Regions from separate parts of the Mus musculus genome. Here region 2 is linked to region 1. The links are chromatin contacts, called in public promoter capture Hi-C maps. All regions are on one chromosome and are shown on one strand. Each heading gives the region's core, a stretch centred on a gene start, on an enhancer-like site or on the middle of the called end of the contact. The rest is flanking DNA. Distances are from core to core; before and after follow the strand shown. Region 1 holds the start of Tfdp2 (transcription factor Dp 2). Region 2 overlaps Xrn1 (5'-3' exoribonuclease 1).

The links. Promoter capture Hi-C pulls out the DNA fragments that hold promoters and counts their contacts.
Region 2: a promoter capture Hi-C map of hippocampal neurons shows a contact between it and region 1, with 2.3 times the contacts expected there. The contact joins the enhancer-like site here to the promoter of Tfdp2 in region 1. A contact is called at or near these places in 9 of 39 promoter capture datasets (the 3T3-L1 cell line, the C10 cell line, the HPC-7 cell line and 5 more), 2 of 484 Hi-C or Micro-C datasets (cerebral cortex and nephron progenitors), 2 of 115 datasets of contacts at active chromatin or transcription factors (embryonic stem cells and large pre-B cells) and 3 of 9 other capture datasets (embryonic stem cells, liver and pancreatic islet).

Annotation. Positions count from the first base shown.
Region 1 is chr9:96,193,939-96,199,597 of GRCm38.p6, forward strand. It overlaps Tfdp2 (transcription factor Dp 2), which reads left to right and starts at 2,337. Exons shown (of 13, transcript NM_001184706.1): 1 at 2,337-2,622.
Region 2 is chr9:96,052,851-96,058,509 of GRCm38.p6, forward strand. It overlaps Xrn1 (5'-3' exoribonuclease 1), which reads left to right. Exons shown (of 42, transcript NM_001311130.1): 42 at 1-4,956. Among named protein-coding and RNA genes, the nearest start is that of Gk5, 64 kb to the right of the region's middle. Within about 2 kb of position 2,216, at least 23 of the 459 cell types and tissues checked have an H3K27ac peak or open chromatin away from gene starts, as enhancers often do. A contact at or near this core is called in cerebral cortex and hippocampal neurons, where this site is marked.

The sequences.
Region 1 (5,659 bases), core at 1,087-3,586:
TAACTTCATATTGCTCACCTTAGGGTTTAGTTCTTCTTTTGTTGGTTTTTGGTTTATTTTGTTTTATCTTGGTTGTTTTTTCTTTGTGTTTTTGTTTTGTTTTGTTTTGTTTTGTTTTTTGACTTTTTGAGACATGATTCCTTATGTAGCACTGACTTGCCTATTCAATATGTAGACCAGGCTGGCCTGAACCTCACAGAGATCTACATGCCTCTGCCTCCCAAGTGCTGGGACTAAAGGCATGGACCACTGTGACTGGTTCAAATGAAATTTTGTCTTCAAGTTTTCATTTTAGAAAGAAATTAAGGGAATATGGTAAGATGAATCAGAGGGTAAAGCCGTTTGTTTCCAAACCTGAAAACATTATGTTAATCCTCAAGACCCACACAGTAGAAGACAAGCATCAATTCCTGCAAGTTGTCCTTTGATCTCTACACTTTTATATCCCCACCCCCACCCCATTCTAGCATGGGCATGTAGTGTTTAGTTGACAAGTAATGAGATTTTGGGCATTCCTTTCTCCACATTAACCCAAACATTTAATGTGCCAGCCTCTCTTGTGGCTACACATGTTGAGGGGCTTCATAATTTTTCACTACTGGATTGAAGTAAAGACTTATTTCTGTCATGCTGACTTTTTATCCTTAATGCTAGGATTGCTAATTTGTTTGTTTGTTTGTTTGTTTTGAGACAGGGCTTCTCTGTGTATCCTTGGCTGTCCTGGAACCCACTTTGTAGGCTAGGTTGGCCTGAAACTCAGAGGTCTACCTACCTCTGCTTCCCAAGTGCTGGGACTAACGGTGCTCACCACGATTACCTAGCATGCTAAGTATTTATTAAATAAGCTTAACACAATACCTTAACAACGTTTCCTGCGGAAATTAAATAAATCCACATTCACTTGTCAGTGCAAAAGGCAATCATTCAGTTGAGACTTTTGGATTACTGTATGTTTGGAATTTTGGGATTTTACCCATAACAATTGTCTAGAAATAGTCTCCAAATCTTCCAAAGAGAAAGCCAAGGGTGTTTGCTCTTGGCTTCCTCACCTCATTATGCATTTTTTCTGTCTGCTTGCCTTAGTTTCTACCTATGTACATCATCATTTTTTGAGAAAGGATCTCACTGTTATCTATCTATCTATCTATCTATCTATCTATCTATCTATCTAATGTTTTTGAGAAAGGATCTCATGTAGACTCAGTTGGTCTAAACTCCCGACTCTGCCACCCAGACCATGAGCTGACACTCTGGGGCTGGTATTTACATCAATAGCCCCCTCTCAGAGTTGTTTCCCTTATCACACCACTGAATTTTTTTTTAAAGAACTTTAAGAAGCATCTTTCCTACCTCACTGGAACATAAGCTCAATTATGCCAAGAATTTTTGTCTCTTTTGTACACACAGCCCTAGCATCATAAATAGTATTTGGCTCATAGAGCTATGAGGAAATTAAAATGAAAAAGATCAAAGTATTTTAAAGTCGGATTTTCTTATCTTACTTCCAAACGTCCACATTAGCTACAGTTCATACAGGATCCATGCACTTGAAAGGGGGAAACACCTTTTTTTGGAGGGGTGGGGGCAGGGTCAAAGTGTCTAGCCCTGGCTGGCTCAGAACTCACTGTGTTGACTAGGCTGGCCTTAGACTTAAAGAGATATGCTAGTGTCTGCCTCAGGAGTGCTGGGGTTAAAGACATGAGCCACTAAGCCAACCTGAATTTCTTAATAAATGACTGGGTATTTGAGAGTGTGTGCCTCCAACTTTTTCGGTTCAACTTCGAAATTAAGGCATCTGGCCTTAATTTATTGCTACACTTTCCCAGGAATTGAAGCATGACCAACCTCCACAGTGGTCCACGTGTGGCCTCAGGGTCACTTATCCCTCTGCCTTCCGAGTGTTCCTGGAGCAGTGGCCCATCAGAGGTCTATGGTCCAGATGTAAGGACCTAGTTCCGGTTTCTTTCCGAGAGATGGGATGGAAAAGAGAACCATACTTTAGAGCTGAGAGAAGCGAGGTGGTGGGTGGAGGTGAGGAGAGGGGCTGATGTGGTGGAGGGGGAAGGGCGAGCCTGGCTGCCCTCTAGGTGGCAGGGGTCCAGCGGCAGGCAGAGCCTCAGGGCGGCCCCTAGCGGAGAGTGGCTTTGGAGGTCAAAAGACCAGGGCAGGCTCCCGCAAGCCCGCCGCCCACCTCCGCCTCTGGCCCTGGGGGCGAGCCTGGGGGCGGGTTTTGTTTACTCCCTACACGCACTGCGGCCCGGCCAATCCGTGGAGAGCGTCGGCGCGCGTCATGCCAGCCGAGGGCCAATCGGCGCTCACCGTGCTGCTCCGCCGCCAAAGCGAGCGCGGGGGAAGCGGCGCCGCCGCGGCCGTGTCGCTGAGGGCGGACGGCGTCGGGCGCGCTGGGCTGTGCGGCCGTCGCTGCCTGGCACGCGGGGCGCGCCTTGACCCTTCCTGCACTGCAGGCTTCCGACGCGCGCGAAGACCGCGGCTGCGCGGCCGGGAGCTTGCTCCGAGCGGACCTGGCTCTGCCTGAGGAGCGGCGGCTCGCGAAGAAGCGTCTCCCCGGGAGTGGGCCGAGGGCTGTGTGGACCGGCGGCGGCCCCTCTGCACCAAGCTGCGGTAAGGTCCCGGAAAGGGCGCGGGCCTGCGCGCCAGGGGCCTTTGGACCGGGCGTGGCCCCCCGCCGGCCGGCTCTCCCCTGCCCTGTCCCGGGAGTCTCAGCTTGTCCTCAGGATTTCTCTGCAGCGGGGCCAAGCAACCCTGGAATACCTGATGAGGCTCCGGAGCCCGCGGGCTCGCCATCACCCGGGATCAGGAAGGGCAAGGGCTGACTTGGGCTTCTCACTCAGATCTTCTGACTTTCCCTCCTCCCTTCGTGATCCACCATCCTCCAGTCTGTTTCTGCGGGGTGCTTTTGCAGAGTTCCAAAGCTCTCCCTACCTGGAAGACCCCCAGGTTCCCCCAAGAGAACTTTTCCTTTCAAGTAGAGGTTACTTTCTCGGCCCAAGTTCTGGGAGGAATTCTGCACAAGGCCCTGGTTGCTGTGCACAGAGCAGCGGGAAAGTGACTGTGGGCTCCGCCGAGAGGTGGCACAGTGAAGTGCGTGGACACTCACTCGCCCGTGTTCCGGTGCTTTGTGTGGGCTCAGTTTGTTCATCTGTGAGCCACATCTGCCTATGCGAGGACGGGGAGGGTGTTGGGAGAGAGAAAAGGGCTAATCTCCGGAATGCACTTGAAACAAAGCTCACTTCTACTAAATGCATAACGTAACCCTGGATGCTGGAGGAGACTCTGGACCCCATGTTGTTTCACCTTTTCGGCTGAAATCGTTACCAGGCTTGTAGCCTGGCCTAGCAAAATGTTTACTTTGCATTCTTTTTCCATAGCATTCGTTGAAAGTACCTTTGAGCCTTTGGCGACTTCTGTCTTTCCTCCTTTCATCTCAAGGGGCTCCAACCCCTTATCCTGCCTCCTCTAGGCCAGCAGTTCTCAACCTTCCTAATGCTGTGACCTGACCCCAACCATAAAAGCATTTTGTTGCTACTTCATAACTGTAATTTTGCTACTGTTATGAATTGCAATGTAAATATTTAGGTTTTCCGATGGTCTTAGGCAAGAACGACTCCCTTTAGAAAGGGGTCATGACCCACAGGTTAGAAAACACCCCTCTACAGAGCCAGCTGCTGTGTTTCATTTGACTTAGAATTTTTCTGGGTCATTTGTTTTCTGTTCTCCTAATGGTTTGAAGTCATCGTAACTAGGCAGTATGGTTTAAGTCATTAGCCTCTTTTCCACTGTGGCAGAATTCAAAGTTGAGTATAAAATGTTTGTTTTGCATCTTGCCTCTTCCAGTCACTGATTATCTTACGATTTACTAAGGCTTTACCACTATCCCATTGCTGGAATTCATGTAAGTGTCCATTCTCAAATTGCATCAGGAGATAAAGGCGCCGGCCAGACCCCAGGTTCTGTCACGCTTGTGTACTGGCTCTGGGCAGAGTTAGTTTTAGAACATCTTGTGCCTTGGAACTAGTTTAGTGTTATGGCAGATATGGTGTCAGTAGCCAGTGCTGGCATGTGGTTGCAGAGTCAGGAATGCAGCACTTAACATTTGTTAAGAAAGTCCCGAGACTTAGTAAACCCTTCTGTTGCCTTAATTCCAGGCATAGTAAAGTAGTTTTAGTTATTCATATTACTATTTTGTGGCCGTAATTCCCTTCCCTCGCCCCTTGCGAATATGTAGTCCTTGCCGTGTGCAGGTTTTACCCTTGCAGCCAAAATTCTTAACTGACCTCCAGTACGGTTTGAGGGCTGGGGCATCAATAGCGCAGTGGTAGGGTAATTACCTAAACCTAGATTGACGCCCAGCCCCGGAAATATAAAACAGCAGTAACAAGACCTCACTTTGAAATAGGCTGTGCACTCCTTTCTTCATCTTTTAGGTTTACTTTGGTATGTGTCATGATGGCCCTCAGAAGAAACTAGATTGGGGGTTGTAAGGGTTTTAAAGATGATTAACTATAAATTGGGGCTGGCGAGATGGTTCGGTGGGTAAAGGTGCTTGTCTCCAAGTCTGCTGACCTTATCTCTGTCTGTCTCAGGGATCCACAGTGTGGATGGACAGAGCTCATCCTGAACGTTATCCTCTGACTGTTCCACACCTGTGCCCTCCTCCAAACAAACAACCCCCTACACCTCCCCCCAAAACTAAATGTACTTGCTTTTTAATACCTTTCTATCTTAACCTGTGATAACAGGACTTTAAGGATTTCTGAAGGCTAATGAACCCTTAGAAATGGTTTGCAAGATAACTTTTATTTTTATACTTTTAAAAGATTTGTTTGTTTGTTTATTTATTTATTTATTTATTTTTATGTATATTAGAACACTATAGCTGTACAGATGGTTGTGAGCCTTCATGTAGTTGTTGGGAATTGAATTTTTGGACCTCTGCTCACTCTGGTCAACCCTGCTCACTCTGGTCGGCCCCACTTGTTCAGTCCTTGCTCACTCTGGCCCAAAGATTTATTTATTACTATAGATAAGTACACTGTAGCTGTCTTCAGATACACTAGAGAGGGTGGCAGATCTCATTATGAGTGGTTTTGAGCCACCATGTAATGCTAGGATTTGAACTCAGGACCTTCGGAAGAGCAGTCAGTGTTCTTACCTGCTGAGCCATCTCTCCAGCCCCCTATTTTTACATTTTTTTTTTGAGTTCACTGTCATAGTTTCTAAGACAAAACTATTTGAACAACTAACTTGAATAACTAACTTTTTGTGTCTGTTTTGAGACAGGTTCTTGCCATATATTGCATTTAAACTTACTATGTAGCCCAGGTTATCCTCAAATTTGCAGCAATTCTAATGCTTTAGCCCTATGCTTACCCCCCAGTTGCTAGGGTTGCAGGCATACATCACCACATGAAAGATTTTTATTTTATGTTATTTCTTTTTTTTAAAGATATATTTATTTATTTTACGTATATGCGTATACTGCATCTGTCTTCAGACACACCAGAAGAGGGCATCAGATCTCATTGCAGATGGTTGTGAGCCACCATGTGGTTGCTGGGAATTGAACTCAGGACCTCTGGAAGAGCAGTCAGTGTTCTTAACCGCTGAGCCGTCTCTCCAACCCAAGTTATTTCTTTTT
Region 2 (5,659 bases), core at 966-3,465, 140 kb before region 1:
TTTTTATAAACTGATATCTATGTGTCAGAAATGTACAATTTTAGGGTATGTTTAGATTAAATATTTTTTATTTTTAAGTTACCAGGCACTTTTCATGCTATTTAAGACTATATATCAAATTGTGCACTTTAAATATGTGCAATTTGTTGTACATCAGTGATACCTCAATAAATCTGTAAAAAAAGAAAAATTAAACCTTGTATTAAAATAAATAGCAAACTGAGCATGGTAATAACCTATGAGCATCATGCTTTAGAATCTGAGACAGAAGGGTTGCCATATATTCACTGTGTGGGACTACATAGTGAGTTCCTGGCCAGACCTTGCTTCAAAAACCAAAAACTACAGTAAATATGAGTGGTCTGAATGTTAAAATGTACCACTCTAACCATTGGCTTCCTCATTAGAAGGATCCTTGAACTATAAATTAGTCATTATCTTATCATCATAACAAGCTTTTTTACACTATTATTGAGGGATAACTAAATGCGGCATGAATTAGGCCTTGTAATTTCCTAAGTGTGGGTTTTATTTGTTTGTAATGATGGAACAACATGACTGGAGAGTGGCCTGCACTCTGTTCACAGCCGTCTGTGGCCAAAATCAGTCCCTCGGATGCTCTGGAGCGAGCACGCACACCGCACACCGGCGGTGGCCATGGAGCTATTGAGCGCTGATGCGGCCAGTGCTGCTTTGTTCTAAATCTTGTACCAAAGCAACTTTAGAAGATTCTCCAGAGCATTCGTCTGACTGCTTCAAACTAGGAATAGCAATCTAGATTTGAAAAATAACGAATTTTTTTAGATTATTCAAAAACCAGCATTCAGAATTCCTAATAGAATTAAGTTTCAAAATCTCCAGGGTACAGCGATTACAAATCAGACTGCAATAGAGTACAGTACAGAACGTTAATCACTATGCTTTTTTAGGCTTCTTGGGTTATATTTGCTTTGTTGATATTTTTTTTTCTTTTGAGACGGGGTCTTGCTGTGTAGTCCTGGCTGGCCGGGTACTCATGGTAATCCTCCATGTTCTGAGATTCCAGCATGCGTCACCACACTTCCTTATGTGGCTTTTTCTCTGCTTACTTCACATATGTGAAAACTCGTTGTGGGTCTGTGTGTAGAGCTTCCTGGGACTGGTAAAAATGTAAACTTTTTAACAATTCCAACATGTCTTTTTGTGTGGACATTTTTTACTGCCTGTCCCATTCTGGTTGTGCATTTTAGCACCTGCTGAACTGCTCAGTGCTGTTGCATTTTGTCTCTGCGTGTCACTCCTGGATGTGTGTTGCTCACACTGTTGAAATGATTTGGAATTTATGAAATTTTCTCAAGGACATGATGGCGTGCATTTATATATAAACATATTGATCTTTTAGTTTTGTGATATGCTTATATTTTTAAAGAGTAAAAATGATCGTACTTTTTCAAAAGTAGGAACCAGTCTTTATATGGAGCTGCTCATTGTGTGTATTTAATTTACGTCATGGAGACTCTGCCATAAGTCTTAAAATAGTCTTACTGTTTCTTACAAATGCTGGTGTTGAATTCCTTTCTGTGCTAATTTCAGTGTTTCTCTAGGTGATGGCAGGATATATGGATACTAGTAGTGCCTTTAGTTAAGAGGTAAATGATAGCTATCTTTATTTTCTATGGTCATGTGAATTTCTGTAACTTTGTCTTCTGTTAGTAGAAACTTCTTGCTGGGGCACTGTGGGAAGGTTCAGGCCATTCGCAGTGTTTGCCTTTGTTGCTCCCAAACTCTGTTTTCAAGGGACGCATCCATTGCAGACGCGAGGGAAGTTAGGCTGTGGCGATGCTATGGTAACTCCTTCCGAGAGCGTTGAAATGTGTAGTATTTGTTACCTCACTTACGTTTGCTGTACCCTCGCTCGCTCCTGTGGGATAAATTCACCGTGCTGCACAACCATGTCCCCTGTCGAAACAGAGGAAGGAGTTGTTCTGACAATTCCATGAGAAATTTGAGTAAACACAGTGCCATTGAACCAGTGAGGATTCTCCAAAAACTGTGCACAACAAGCTAGTAATTCTGCATGGAAAGCAGAGTAAGAAGAGCCTTTGCCTTCCTTTTAAAAATAGAGAGCAAATGCTAAGAGTCAAGCTTGCAAAGAAAAGGAGAGGATTCCGTCCTGGCAGCTAGGGAGCAGCAGCAGAGCTCTGAGGACACTGGATCTCCTGACACGTGTCTGCGGGGGAGGAGCACATCTCTGAAACATACATGGGCTGTGGCAACCATATAGCCAGTTGGGATGAGTCAGTCTGAAACCACCCTCGAGCTTTTAAAATATGTTCATTTGGCTATTCAATCTAAGAACCTTTGGAAATGGTGGGCTGTGGTCCCAGAAGGAACACTTCCCCCAGATTGTCTGTTTCCGTGTAACTAGAAAAGTTATTTATTTGATTAAGCCTTCCTCTCCTCACTGGAAATGATTGTTAATATCTTTGTTCAACAAGTCTTTCTTTGTTAAGCAAATTAAGTTCATTAGAAGATGGGTCCTTTCAGCTGTGTCTCCCTTTCTCAATTTTGTACATTTCCTGGCCAATGGATTCATTGACCTAAGAACTTCATAGACTAAAGGCTTAAATATCTAAACCTCAGTTGTGTCAAAACTTTATTCCCTCTAAACCTCAGTTTAAATTACAGATTTTCCTTCTCTGGGCTCAGTAGTGCACGTCTCCAGTTCCAGTGCTCTGGAAGCTGTCTATAGCAGGAGGTTCCGTGAATTCAAGGCAGCCAGGCAGTAATGAAGTCTGAAGGTACTTCCCGCCTTCTGTGATGAGCAGAAGGAAGGTGTTGCTGCCTCTCAACGTGTACTCCATTCCCACACCGAGAGTCCCGTGCTCACTTTGTGACTAGAGAGTTCTGGAGTCTTGGCTCTAGGGGAGGAGGCGAAGAGACAGGTGAGATGCAGTGCTGTTTGCAGAGTGTAAGGTACTGACTTAGCTTAAGGAAATGAACTAGAGAGTCATCTTATTTGCTCTCTTTTTACGTAACTATTCTTTTTGAATCAACAAATACTTTTCATAGTGGTTATCTAGTTCCCACCTTATATAGCAGAACTCCACAGAAGGTAGCGCTCACACAGATCTTCTCGGATAAATGTTCTTTGTGCTATCTTGCTTCCAGATTTTTCTTTTATTATAGAAGAGAATCTGTTAGAAATTACTGATAGCTGGGCATGGTGGAGCACACCTTTGATCCCAGCACTCGGGAGGCAGAGGCAGGTGGATTTCTGAGTTCAAGGCCAGCCTGGTCTACAAAGTGAGTTCAAGGACAGCCAGAGCTACACAGAGAAACCCTGTCTCAAAAAAAAAAAAAAATTACTATGAAAGGCATCCGGTATCTTTTTTTTTTTTTAAATCGATCACTAAAAAAAAAAAAAAAAGAAAAGAATCATTATTTTTTAGAAATAGTGACAGGTCTCAAAGTGCAGCTGTTTGTGTGCATTTTATGTTGTGGCAGTGTTGTTGTTTTCAACAAAGTGCAGACACCCCCTTTGCTAGAAGAAAACAAAGCTTAAGTTTTTAGTGTTTTTCAGACTGACTTAATTTATATTCCTGTTAGACATCCTCGCTTTGTGCCAGGGCACAGTAAGAAACAGCTGGAGAGGGGCAGCAGCTCTCCAGCAATGGGGAAAAGCAGACAGGCAGACCCATGTTTACCATCACACATCATGTGCGTTAGCTCATACAGCACATGTCCTTCTTTCTGAGAGAGGATAGAAGAAAATAGTTGAAGAATGTTGAGAATCTGTGTGTCTGCCTTCGGGTGGAAACTCCCTGCTCTGCAGAGACTGAGCTCAAGTACAGCTGGTGAAGGAGACTGCTTTCCAGGTTTCATTTTGGCACAGTGAAACCTGTAGATGTGAATTCCCACCACCACCACCACCACCCCTCACCCCCAGTTGGCTCATTACTGCCAATGTTGCAAAAGGTAATGGTCTGTGTAACTGCATTAGAAGCCAAGTACTTGTTCTGTTTCTCTCGAAATCATGGGGGTGAAAATTTTCTCTGAAGCCTGCTGTAAGTCCTTATAACTCTTGTTCACTCGGGCTTTCTCTTTCTTCCCCCTTCTCCAATTCCTCTTGCTATCTAGCCCTTCAGTCCTCCTGCCTCCACCTCCTGGGTTTTGAGGTTACAGAGTTTGGCCCCAGGCCCAGTGTCCTTTAAGCTCATTAATCCTGCCTTTCCTTTACAGTTATGGGTGTGTCTATCTATGTGTGTGTGTGTGTGTGTGTGTTGGACTTTTGCTTTGTTTTTCAAAGCAGGGTTTCTCTGTATAGCCCTGGCTGTCCTGGAACTCACTCTGTAGACCAGGCTGGCCTCGAACTCTCAGAGATCCTCCTGCTTCTGCCTCCCAAGTGTTAGAATTAAAGGTGTGTGCCACCACTGCCCAGCTGGATTTTATATTTTAGCTTTTTTTCTTGGTCTCAAGAATCTTACATTTTCTTTTGCTGCACAAATTACTTTGAGTGTTTTCACTTGACTCTGAGTAATGGGTGGTATGCTGTATATCAAAGTGTTTTAACATTTGCTTCATTTTAATAGTGTGATTTCATATATATCTATCTTCCTTGATTCTTTTGTCATGTAACTATTTTGTAACTAACTGGAATTTCTGATTAGATCTTAGACAGAGCAGTATTTTATTAAAAATTCCAAAGGGAAGACTTCTTTGTGCTCATTTTGTAATTTTTATTTTAAATATCTTTACATTGTATGTCTATTGCATTTAAAGCTTTTAAACTTACATGGAATGGACTCCAAGTGTATTTTTATGTTGTACATTTGTAAATTCATAGCACGAAATTAGCCTCAAAATGTTATGCAAAGGGATCTTGACATGCAAAAGTCACTGAAGGTCTGGACACTTGTATGTGTCAAATGCGCTATGATTTTGATTAAAGATGGAATGACGACGACGGTACGACACTGCTGCTTTGCTTGTCTCTCAGCCTCACTCTGCTTATGGCTTCATTGGAGTTGTTCTTGTTTGAGTCAGAGCCTCATATCCCATGTCTCAGACTCCTGTATGCTAGTGTCACAGGCTGTGCCACCATGCCCCACCTGAATGTCCTTATATTTTTCAGTCTGCTGCTCCATTATTGTATTAAGTCATTGTGATTGGTGAAAATCTGAATTATAGTATCAGATGCTATGAGTCACACCTTGGCTCCACATCTTAGTATTTGTAAATACATCACAGTGTTATCATTGGCAAGTCCCCCTAAAGAAAGAAGAAAGACACCTTTCCCCAGGGACTATCTGGTTAAATGATGAATGGAGAAAAGACCCAGAAAGACTAAAGTCTCACATTCTCTCTCGTCTCAGGCTCCTATCACTAAATCTTCAGATGTGAGTTCATAACCTGAAGTAACTTCAGAGACCAGGGGAGTGAAAAGGGAGTGTTGCATGGAGAACAGGATCACTAGACACAGACAGTCCAGAGGCCCTGAAAATCTCTTTGAAGACTAGCTTTCATAATACCAGAAGATTTCATGCAAGCTTCCAAAAAAAGGGAAGCAACCAGCAATCCTACTAAACATGTTAACCATAACAACACACAACACAACAAACCTGAGGGTGCAATAGTGGCATGAATGTCTTGTTAGTAACCAACAGCTCTCTAACTGAAC